Linked DNA regions of Callithrix jacchus: region 2 is linked to region 1. Evidence: chromatin contacts called from public Hi-C data. All regions are on one chromosome and are shown on one strand. The core of a region is the stretch at or near the end of the contact, and the rest is flanking DNA. Distances in the headings are between cores, read along the strand shown. Region 1 overlaps LOC128931969. Region 2 overlaps LOC128931969.

Region 1 (5,879 bases), core at 884-3,383:
ATCATTCTCCACAAGTTATATCAAGAGAATATGCTATCAATATCAATATCAGTATCACTTAATGTTAACCTTAATCACCTGGTTAATTATTTGATCAGTCTTCTGTTGATAAGCCTTGAGGCTCTGGTAATGTCTGTGAAGGGCAAAGGTAATGTTTATCAGGTTCCTTACCATAATGCTATCTATAACATTATAGATATATTTTTAAATGGCCACAATAGCTCAGGGCCCTTGCATCATACTCTGCAAAGTGACTTTGCTGCTCCTCCCTGGGAGAAGTGATTTCTGTTTCCCCACCTCTTGAATCTGGGCTGGCTTGTAACATGCTTGGGCCAATAGAATGTCATGGATGTAAATTCACACGAGTTACAGAGTCTCAGGAGGCACTGCATGTTGCTAGATGTGGAGGGGCACATGGCCTGAACGTCCCTCTAACCCTAGCTGATAGCCAGCCCACTACCAGACATGTGATTTAGACCAGCCTAAATAAACCCACCCCAGCAGACTCCCCTCTCTGACCCCAGATACAAGGAGCCAATGCAAAGCTGGCTGAGTTTGGCCCAGATGGGCAGGACTACCTAGCTGACCCACATGGGCAATACCAAAAGCTTTCTGTTTAAAGCCACTGAATTTTGGAATGGATTGTTATACCGCAATAGCTGTGCTCCACTGGCACCGAGGCGTAACAATGCATGTAGGAGGTTATTTGTTGTAACACACTGTGATTACAAAAGATTAGGAGCAGCCTCAAGGCTCATCAATAGAACACTGATCAAATAATTACAGGAGAGTCAAACAATGGAATATTATGCAGCTGTTCAAAAGAATGAGGCAGCCCTATTGTGAGTCAACACGGAACAAATTCCATGATGCATTTTTAAGTGAAGCAGCAAGAGTCAGAAGAGTATACAGAGCAAGCTTCTACTGATCCTGTAAAATATTTGTATTTGCATAGACTGTCTCCGGGAGGGTACACAGAAACCCATAACAACGGCTGCCTCTAGGAAGGGGAACTGGGTGCCTGGGGAACAAGAGTGGAAGCGAGACTTCCTTTTCACGCTATCCTCTTTATCTTTTGAATCGTGTAAATGTGTTATCTATTCAAAAATAAATAAAAGCAGACTGTAAAAACTCCTATGCCTTTCAAATTCAAAGAGTCTTATTATTCTCTTTCCAAGACTCCCAAGATCCACCGGGACCACAAAACAGCAGTCGGGGAACCAGTCTGATGTTCTCTGCTCTCTCCGACAGCCCCCACCCGCGCAGGGTGAAGCCGGTTTCTCCGTCAAACCCTTCTGAGCTTCGCCCGGGCGACACTACCTCGCCGGCCACTGGAGGGCAGCGCGAGGCTTCCTTCCCAGGGAGGAATTGCAGAGACACTGTGGTCGGCCCTGAATAGCAGGCTGGCTGGCTCCTACATAAAAGGCTCTGGCTTTCCGTTTTTGTTTGCATGTTTGTTTTCTTTCTTCTTCTATTTCCTTTTTCTAAGAAAGAAAGACAGAAAGAAAAGAAAGAAAGAGAAAGAAAAAGAAAAAGAAAAAAGGTCTCGACCCAAGATGCCCTCTCCCCCCAAAAAAAGGTCTGGATCCAAGAACCCCATTCCAGGCAGTAGGTTCGCCAGCCATTGCCCTCCCAGTCCAGGGCCTGTGCGCCTTCGCGGAGAGAGGGGGAGATGCCCCAGTCTCCTTGCCGCTTACCTCCATCTACCCGGCTGGATACAACCATGTGGGGAACTTGCCCTTCAGGCTGCCAAAGACTTGCTGCTTCACAAATCTTACGATCCGGGAGACCCGGAGGGTTTGCCTTTGACCCCGCCTGTGACCTTAAGAAAACCCTTTTCCACCTGCGCCTGTCCCACAGCTGTAAGTGATAACTGTAAGAATGAATTAAGCATTTGATTTGTGACACTGAGGAACTAAGCACTTTCTGGACTGTGTTATGCCCCATTTTACAGATGAGGAAGCTGAGCGCTCCAGAGGCGGAGTAACTTGCTCTTGGTTACACAGCTAGTCAGTGGCTGGCAGGATTTGAATCCAGGGTTCCCCGGTTCCTAAACCTCTGCTTTTACCACTTATCCTGCCTCCGACGGCTGCTGGGGAAAAGGAGGGTTTCAGAGAAGCTGCTAAGGAAAAGCTTTGGAAAGGGCCAGCGGAGACGGTATTCACTGCGCTCCTCTGCGCGCCGCGCGCCGGCAGGCCTCTGAGAAGCCGGCTTCCCCCAACAGAGAGACGTTGTGACATTCTTGCGCTCGGGTGGAACCGGCGAAGAGACCGAGGCCCAGAGTGGCGCAGGGCGAGCCCCGAGGTTGCGCCCCAGACCTGGAGCAGCCACAGCCGTCGGTCCTTCCGCTCCACCGCGGTCCGCACGCAGGCGCCGGCTCCCCGAGGGCCCGGGCGCCCTGGCCGCACGCCTAGGTACAAGGTCTTGATGAGTCTGCAGAAGCGCGCCCACGCCGGAGACGGCCGTTTCCGCCAGATTGCGAAGGAGTAGAGAGGGGGGCCGCTAGGGCCGCAGCGTTCGGGTCCCCGCCCGCCGAGCCGGGTTTAGGGCCAGTCCCCGCACCCCGCTTCTTCTCCGCCTGGAGAAGGGGGCGCAGCTGTGGGGCACTGGAGCGCACGAGGCACCGCGTCCACGGGTCCTTTCGGCAAACGGAGTTCCTGTTTTCATGCAAATGTCTTTGTTAGCGCCCTGGGAACCCGAAAGACGGAACCGCAGCTGACGCGGGCTGCGCGCCGCTTTTCTGCCTTCGCTTGATTCGGCCTGAACGACTTTAACGCACTGGGAACAAAAACGCCGGCGCCGCGGAAACCCACAGGAGCAGCACGAGGAGCGAGGAACGTGGCTCGGTTGGAGTCCGCGAAAGGCTGTGCAAGCTGCGGCGCACGTGGCGAGGCTGGTGCCTACAGGCCTTCACACCGCATCACCAAGGGCGAGGAACCTCCAACTCTGCCTCAGTTTCTCCACCTGCACTGGAAGTCCTGTATAAGGGATCCGCCATTATTTTGTCCAAAGACTGCGGGAGGCAGCGTTGAGGAGGCTGCTGTGGGGAGTTTGTCAGAGAAGGGGGAAATAAGAAACATACAGACAAAATAATTTCACATAGCAACAAGTGTTAATATCATAGCAAACACCAATGCAACGCTTGTGCCAGGCTCTGCGCTATGCTATATGCCCATTAGCTCATGTAACCCTCACTCCCCTGAACAGATAAGAAAATGCAGGTTGAATCATCTATTCAAGGGAAATAGGAAGTTGAACAATATGTGGGGAAATAGGTTGAACAATAGTCTCAAGTGCCCAGTAGGTAGGCTGGGTTTCAACCCAACCAGTCCAGCCCCAAGTGGAAGCTTTTGCACACTCCATTACACTACTTCTGGCTGTACTAGGAAGTATGTAAAATGGTTGGTGACATGCTCAAGAGAGAGTTGGGACTAGATAGAACCTGATCCTAAAAGGATGTCAGTGGACATCTCTGTGCAAGGGAGTGTCTAAGCTGAGACCTGCACAATGAGAGGAACTAGCCACGCAAAGGACTAAGCATGTCCAGCAGAGAGAACCTGAGCAAGGGCAAAGGCCTTGAGGTGGGAGAGTAGATGCGGGGTTTCATGAACATAAGGATGGAACTCAGTGAGCAACAGTGAGGAGGAGACTGGAGATGAGCAAGAACTGGGGGTAGCAGGCTTTGCAGGTCTTGGCAAGGAGCTGGACTTTTACCTAGGTGTGATGGGAAGTTGTATTGTTATGACCACTGAAGGAATTGCGTGGATGGAGTTGGACGAGATGGTGGATGCCCTTCCTGCCCTGCCAGCCTTGGGTTCAAAGAGGAAGCTGATTGCTCAGGCCTTAAGCATGCCCCTCCTCATCTGACCTCCCGGCTTCTAGGAGATTCCTGAGGACATTCACCAAGACTCCAACATTCGCCCTTGGTCACTGACACAGACTTGGAGGTGTCAGATCAGGTAAGCCCTCATCTTACACATAGGGCTGAGACTGAGGCCCCAACTTCAGAGATGTGTCTTCACCTTTGAGTAGGAGGAGCAGGGGTGGTATCTGCTTCATTTACTTGTGTACCTGCAGCACCTAGCACAGTCTGACCCACCCATCCTCGGACCCAGGCAAGTGGGGCTCTGCCCTGGCCAGCCTCCAGCTGCGTACATCCCTACATAGGGATGTACATAGATCTCTACCCATCTCTACATAGGGTAGAGAATCTGCAGTGCCAAGAGGATATACCCATCCAACTCTTTGCTACAGATTCCTAGGATCCCTGAGCTCCCTGCCTAAAGGTCCCAAGCCCACTGCCAGGCCTCTTCCTGGTCAATTGTCTGGAGGCAAAATGCTAAACCCAGGGTGTAGCTGAGGGGCACTATGGAGCATGGGGCCTGGATAGAGAGCTTGGACCTGCCGCCTGGGATGTCTACACATATGCATGTGAGGTGCATGAAACAGGATGAGAAGGGAAGGTGGCAGTTTGTGGGCTAGGAGATGAGTGACCAGGGGATGGGGCTGGCTCTCCCCAGCACCACATTTCAGTGTAAGTATCTAAGAAATCTGTTTCCAAATCAACCCTGGCCTTTCAGACTGCTGTGAAGTTATACTTACTGAGGAGAAGGATAGAACATTTAAGAGAAGGTATTGGTTTGATTTATAGCTTTTAAATATTTAGATTTAAGGCTGAGTGGACACCAGCCTCCACCAGTATCAGGAGTGGGTTTGACCTAGACCATAGGAGATATTCAATATTTATCAAATAGATGGATTAATCTCATTTCATTTAATCCTCACACAGACTCAATGGCGGGAAATCACATCGTCTGTATTTTATTGATGAGGAAACTAAAGCTTGGAGAGATTTAATGACTGGCTCAATTTGTCAAGTTAGAAATTTGTCTAGCAGAGCTGAGAGCCTCAAGCCCTAACGTGTCTGATTCCAAAATTCATTGCAATTGGTTCATGACAAGTTCACACCCATTGTGACCACATTAAATATATTATAACTGTTTGAGCATGTCACTCACTGAATTTTGGGGACATAAGCACTGTTTATATTACATGAAAAGGCCCTTCTCTTTTTTCATTCTTTCTCTACCCTCTCAGGCACCTTTGGGAAGTAATAAGACAGGAGTTAATGTTCCATTTAACAAATGGAAAACTGAGGACTGAGCAATAGCCCAAGGTGTCAACAAGGCTTAAACAAATAGGGATTTTTTTTTTTTTCATGTAGCAAGAAATCTGGAGGTAGCTAGGCAAGGACTGGTACAATTGCTGCATCATTTTCAGCCAGCAACTTCTACCTCTTGGTCTGTTCTGGCTATTTATTTTACAGCATAACAAACTGCCCCAAAACAACAACCATTGCATTTTCTACAGTTTTGTGAGTCAGAAATGTGGGCAGGGCTCAGCTGGGTGATCCTTCAGCCCTATGTGTAAGATGAGGGCTTACCTGATCTGACACCTCCAAGTCTGTGTCGGTGACCAAGGGCGAATGTTGGAGTCTTGGTGAATGTCCTCAGGAATCTCCTAGAAGCCGGGAGGTCAGATGAGGAGGGGCATGCTTAAGGCCTGAGCAATCAGCTTCCTCTTTGAACCCAAGGCTGGCAGGGCAGGAAGGGCATCCACCTCCATGGAGCACTGACTGGAGTCACTCAGTGATGTTCAGCTGCTGACTGGGCTAGCCTGGAGAATCAAGATGGTTTCACTTAGATGTCTGGTGCTTTCATGGGGATGGCTGGAACATTGAGCTCAGCTAGGTCCCTGTCGCTCTCCGTAGAATCCCAGGGCTTCTCCAGGTGGTCTCTCCAACTGGGTAGTTTGACCTTTTTCCTGGCAGGTCATGGCTCCCAGAGGCCATAGCAGAAACTGCCAGTCCTCCTAGAGGT
Region 2 (5,879 bases), core at 2,448-4,947, 76 kb after region 1:
AACCTGCATTTTTCACATGACGCTACTGGATTCTGAAGCACACAGGAGTTTGAGAACCACTGGCTGAGGGATGATTCTGATCTAGACAGAACTAGCACCTTATCTGTCAGGAGAATAGACCTTGAGAAGAGCTGCCTCTGGGGGACCTGGAGGTGACAATAAAAATGGCTGTTGGTCGGTCATTTACTGTGTGCTAGGTCCTCTTTTAAGTGCTTCATTCCCATTTCATCCTCAGCACAACTCTAGAGAAGAAGTAACAGTATTATCCTCTCCCTTTTAGAGAGGAGAAAACTAAGGCACAGGGAGCTTAAGTTCCTTGCACAACAGCCCATCGCAGAGCTTGAAAATGGCAGAGCTAGGATCAGAATTCAGGTGGAGGCTCCAGAGCCTCTACTGACTGCTTCCAACCAACTCCATCCTGGAGCCCACAGTCTAGTGCGAAAGGAAAAAGCAAACACAGGTTATAAAATTCATAGGCATGTGCCGCAAGGAAGGGGCCTGCATGTGCTTGGGAAGCACAGGAAAGGGACTTTTAATCCAAAAAAAAGGAAGTTAGTTAGAAATGCCTTCTTAGAGGGGGAGCCCTTGAGAGTTGGGCTTTGATGAATGAGTAGGAGTTTGCTGGGCATGTGTTGAGAATGCTGCTCTCAGCAGAGGGAAGTGGGTGCACAAAGTTAAAGGTATGTTCAGAGAAACGCCGTGTGACAGCCACATTGGGGTCAGGGAGAACTTCACATCCTCAACAGGTGGGCAGGGAGGGGCCGTCTGTCCTGCCATTCTCTGAGATTCATGCAATGGTTTGGGGAAGGTCCACCTTCCATCTGGGTGACCCCAGCACCTGCTAGGTGCCCAGCACATACCTTCTTACATGCCCTGTACATGCCTTCTGGGTGCCTGTGGCACTTAATGTGAACTAGGCCAGATATGTTTTGGTGCCGGGGGTGGGGTGGGTCTCAGGACAGAGCTTCCCAGGGGGCAAGCTTTGGGAGCTCTCCTGTCCCAACCACATCCACAAACTCACACATCCACCTTCCTGGGCATAGAGTCCCACTTACCATCGTGTGGCTGAGCAAACTGACACCCCCTTCATCTTCTTTGTCTATAAATACAACTCCTACTATGGAGCAATTAGAGAAATCAGGTCTAAATGGGACCACTCAAAGTTCTTGGGAAATGGTTAAGAGTGGGGTCAAGTCAGGGGTGTGGGTATGAAACCCACCTGGATCCACCACTTGAGGGCTGCGCAGACTTGGCTGTGCCTTTCATCCCCATGTCTGCCCAGTGAGGATCAGAATTGCATATAATCATGTGAATGTGAAATATGCAAACTGCCTGTGCACAGTGGGCCTCAATATATGGTCACAGGTGAAACATACTAAGATTGGTGCCACGACCCCGTCTTCACTCAGCAGAACACCGCTGACCCCTCCTTCCAGGGCTCGAGCTAGGGGGTTGTATGTGCCTGGCTGGTGCCCAGGCCTCCTCTGCTGGAGCCTGGAGCGGGAGGCCTTTGGGCTGGGTTACAGGAAGATCTGAGCTGTAGAGCTGGTGCTGGTGAGCAAAGGTATTTGCATCAGATAATGGGTAAAGTGTCTTGTTATTCCATTAACTTGTGTAGCAACGACTGCGGCAGAGGGAGGGAGCGTTGGAAACCCGCAGGGTGGGCAGGGGATGAGCTCACTGACCCACAGCTAAGCCAGGAGCTTCCAGGGGGCTCAGGAGCCTCGACAGGAGCTGCAGGGGTGGCCTTTGGGCAGAGGGGTGAGGGCAAGGCTGGGCCTCATTCTAGACCTTAAGGTAGGATCCTAGATGGGAGCAAAATCAAGAAGCACATGCCGGACACCGCCAGTGCCAGTGCCTCCCCATCCCTCACCCCTAATTGAGCTCTGAGTTCCTGGGACTCAGAGGCTCTGACCATGACCACAGTATTCAGCCCCCTGAAGAAAAGCGCAGGTGCTGGAGCCCCCTTCAGTCAGGGGTTTGAATCCCAACTCCACCCTTTACAAGTTTGGTAAGTTGCACAGGCACCTAGCATCGCTGGGCTTTCTATTAAATGAGATACTACTACTACATCTCATCCCTCAAGGCCATGTCATCACTCTCTGACAAATCCCATCGAGTCCCTGCCACGTGTCAGGAGCTTTCTAGGCACTGGGGGCCAGCAGGGAACAGCAGGCACTAAGTCTCGTTCTGACGAAGTTTGCATTCCAGGTCGGGGAGGGTGTGCACAAATAAATAAGAGAACTATCATAAAGTGGTAAGCGCTATAAAATTTGAAAATAGGATAACAAGGGGCCAGGCATAAGGAGGAGGGGTCTTTTAGAGATTGAAGGAAGGATACTCTAGAGGTGGCATTTGAACTAAAGCGCAGGTGACATCGACAGCCTTGAAGGGCCGAGGTTGGACTTGAGGGGCACGTCCGAGGAGAGGAAGGAGGCCAGTGTGGCTGAAGCAGAGTGGGCAGCAAAGACGGACAACCTCAGGATGGAGAAGAGGGAGGCACCGGCCGTGTAGAGCCGTGCAGCTGTAGGGTTCAGTTTGATTGGAAGCGCCATGGCAGCCCCTGGAGGTTCGGAGCAGGGGAGGGATGTGATCCGATTTCCATGGTTCAAAGGCCTCCTGGCTGCTGGTAGGGGATGGATTACAGGGGCCAAGGTGGTGCAGGGGAGCTGAAAGGAGGCTGGTAGATGGTGGTCTAAGGGGGTAGTGCAGGGGAAGGTGGGATGAGAATGTGGACCAGGGCTGGGCTGGGTTTTAAAGGTACTGTCACAGGTCATGAGAATGATGAGCAGGAGAGGGAAAGGGAAAGGACCAGGATGGCACAGATGTCTGAGACCGAGTATGTTGGCAGCAGGCATATTAAACATGGCCCCTCACACACAGTAAGTGCTGGTAAACACAGCCTATTGGGAAACCATCGTGTTCTATACTAAGCACCACCTTCTAAAGGGACCAGCCCTGAAGACCAAACAGAGTGGCATTTCTGGTCTCAGATTCCTGGGCTGGGCTAAATGAGCTCTGAGGGGAAAACAGAGGACTCCAAGCAGGAAGGGGGCAGGCTGTCATGCTGCCCAACACATGTGGTGACAGTATAACCCGGATGACTTGCCCAAGGTCACTGGGCTTGTTAGGGGCAGAGTGGGACCCAGAAAGCCAGTCTCTTGACCCTGTAAAATGCCCTCTGGGATCCAAAGTCTGAGATTCCAGGTGGGAGTCCTTCCCTGGACCTCAGGTCTTCGGTAGCAGAGTCCAGCCTCCAAGCCACTGTGCTTGCCCTTACCTTCCTGAAGCCTCCTGTCACCTGTCACCTTCGCAAGCCACCTGGCCTCTCTCCACCCTCTCACCCCAGCAGTTCTGCAGAGGACACGCCTCCCTGGGCCTGCAGGGTTTCCCAGGGTTGGGCCATCCCTAGGGTCAGGTCATCACCATTGCCTCATCTCCTTCCACAGCCAACTTGGAAAGACTCCCCAGCCTTGTGCCAGGAGAGGCTGGCACAGCTGCCAGAGCCCAACTCCGTGGCGCCTCAGGCCCACACAGGGACTGCCCTGGCTCCTGGTGGCCAAGCCACACAGGATAGAACCACCTTTCCTGCTGGGACGCAGCCCAGGCGGAATCCCCCTCTCTTCCTCCTGGACCAATCGGATGTGAGTCAGGGACCCTCTCATGAACAATTTTCCTCTCTTCCTCCTCCCCTGCTATGAGGCCAGGAGTGGCCTTAGACCTACATGGCAGGGGAGGCAAGGTGGAGCCAGTTGGAGCAAATGCCCAACCAGCCTCTTGCCTGGTAAGGTCACCCAGGAGCCTCAAGCCAGCAGGCATTCCTTCCTCCCTCCCCAAGGGTCTGGCCTTATGCTAGCCCCCGACCAAGACACAGACTTTACACTTAACCTCAAAGCAGTCCCCGCCTCACTTGGGGCCACGTTCAGACAAGAGGCAATCAGGGATTTAAGTGGCAGCCAGAGAAGGCCAGCCGCCTGCTTATTAAATATTAAGCGGCAAGAGCCTGAGAACGTATAATTGCAAATGAGACTCTGAGGCAGACGTTGCCGACAGCTTGGACCGGTGCGTGCAGTTGGGACCGACAGGGGATTTCAAGTCACCAAGCCAGGCTGCTGGCAAGGGCCCTACATTTGCTGCACTCCACTACTGCTGGGTGCCAGGGCCCTGAACTGGATGCTGCAGGTAAAAGGATTAATCAGACACGGTTCCAGCTTCAAGAGGTTCCCTGTTTGGTGAAGAAGAAGAAGTAAGCAAGCGCTCACAACCACAGGTACTCTCGGGCGTGGTGTGGGCCCCAGGGAAGTATCTAGGAGGGGTTGGAGAATTGAGGCTTTAGAGTGGAAATGAGCTGACTTTGAAGCACACATTCGGTCAGTTAGTCAGTCAGCAAACATTGGTTCAATACCTAATGTGTACCAAATGTTGTAGACTGGGGGAAATAAAGTATTAAATAAGCTCAACCTTTTCTCTCATGGTGCTTACAATTGAGTGAGAGCTTGCAGTCCATGGATGAACGAGAGTTTGCACCAGGAAGAAGAGAGAGAGGAAAGAGAGCCCATGCAAACATTCAGAGGCCTGACGTCAAGTAGACTCAAAGTGAGTAGGGAGTTCACTGCGCTGGACCTGTGTGAAAGGAAGGGAGGGATCGAGGGAGAGGGTGAGTGGGGGAGGGGATGGCTAGCAGCCAGTGCCTGAAAAGTGGCCACATTAAGAAGCGTGGGTGAGTCCTGGAGGATTTCAAAGAACAGTGCAATGCCCTCCCTCAGGGACAGTCCATGGCTCCCAGGATTCCTGAGCTAGGACATAGTCTGGTCTTTTAAGCAGCAAGAGGAAGCAATAAGAGAAAGCAGACATCCCACTGAATATCCTGGGGCGTGCCTGTGGCTGCCTGGTCAGCCACCCACCCCCACCCCAGGCTGGGAGGAGCTCAGAGAAGCCAAGCCCCGCCCCTTTACTTTCCCCACCCCTGCAGCCTGTGCCAGCTCCTGCACTGCTGAGAACAGATCCTGGGAACACAGGTGCCTTTGTCTTTGCTAGGAACTCAGTCCCTGCGGAAGGTGGCAGTGGGGAGAGTAATATGAGACCCCAGACCCTTCAGGCAAGTCCTCGTCCATCAAGGGAGCCAGGAAAGATTTCAGTGCAACACTCCCAAGAATGTCCCCACTGGCCGGACCTCTGTCTCCACTGCCCTGCCCAGAGCCAGGGTGGGGTGGACTGGGTGAGCTCTCAGGTCGCCCTGGCCAGGATTCAGAAGAACTGCGTGTGCACGTTAAGATGCTGAAATCCCAGGAGGATTAGAATCCTTGAAGAGGTTCTAAGAGTCTAGAGTTGCATTCAGCTGAGATTCTAGAATTCTACAGGTCTAAAATTCCAAGATTTTAGAATCCTGTGATTCTAAGACTCTTACTTGATTAGGGGAGGGAAGACATCATAGTCATCACATCCTCTTAACAAAATTCACGCCTCTAGAAAGAACCCCACACCCACAACTCCAAAGCCAAGCAGGCTTGTTTTCCCCCTTTCTGCCTTTAAATTGTCTTTTCCCTCTTCGGTGTCTGCTCATCTGCACACCCCCCTCCACAGTCCCTCCTCCAAGCCTGGCAGCCACACATTTGCCATCTGCATATAACCCAGTGATTAGCACAGCAGAGTAGGAGAGGAAGGTGTGGAACCCATGCTGCCTGCCAGTCAGACGGCCTTAAGTTGACCAGGCTGCAGTGAGAGTCACCCGAGCTCCCTGCAAGGGCTGATCAGGGAAAGGAAATACACTCCTGCAGATTCAGACACACACACACAGCGAGACACATCGAGGAGGGCCTCAGGCATACAGATACACAAAGACAGAGAGAGATGCGCACACACACACAAACAGTGCAAAC

The links. Hi-C and Micro-C count contacts between places; a contact is called where the count stands out from the background.
Region 2: a contact with region 1 is called in a Hi-C map of induced pluripotent stem cells, with 2.2 times the contacts expected there. The contact joins two enhancer-like sites. A contact is called at or near these places in 2 of 3 Hi-C or Micro-C datasets (induced pluripotent stem cells and skeletal muscle).

What each region holds. Positions count from the first base shown.
Region 1 is chr5:9,384,623-9,390,501 of calJac240_pri, forward strand. LOC128931969 reads right to left here. Exons shown (of 6, transcript XM_078370941.1): 5 at 5,444-5,676; 6 at 1-3,040. Among named protein-coding and RNA genes, the nearest start is that of SIRPB1, 83 kb to the left of the region's middle. Within about 2 kb of position 2,134, at least 6 of the 16 cell types and tissues checked have an H3K27ac peak or open chromatin away from gene starts, as enhancers often do.
Region 2 is chr5:9,458,859-9,464,737 of calJac240_pri, forward strand. The region is part of intron 3 of LOC128931969; the gene reads right to left. Among named protein-coding and RNA genes, the nearest start is that of SIRPB1, 160 kb to the left of the region's middle. Within about 2 kb of position 3,698, at least 4 of the 16 cell types and tissues checked have an H3K27ac peak or open chromatin away from gene starts, as enhancers often do.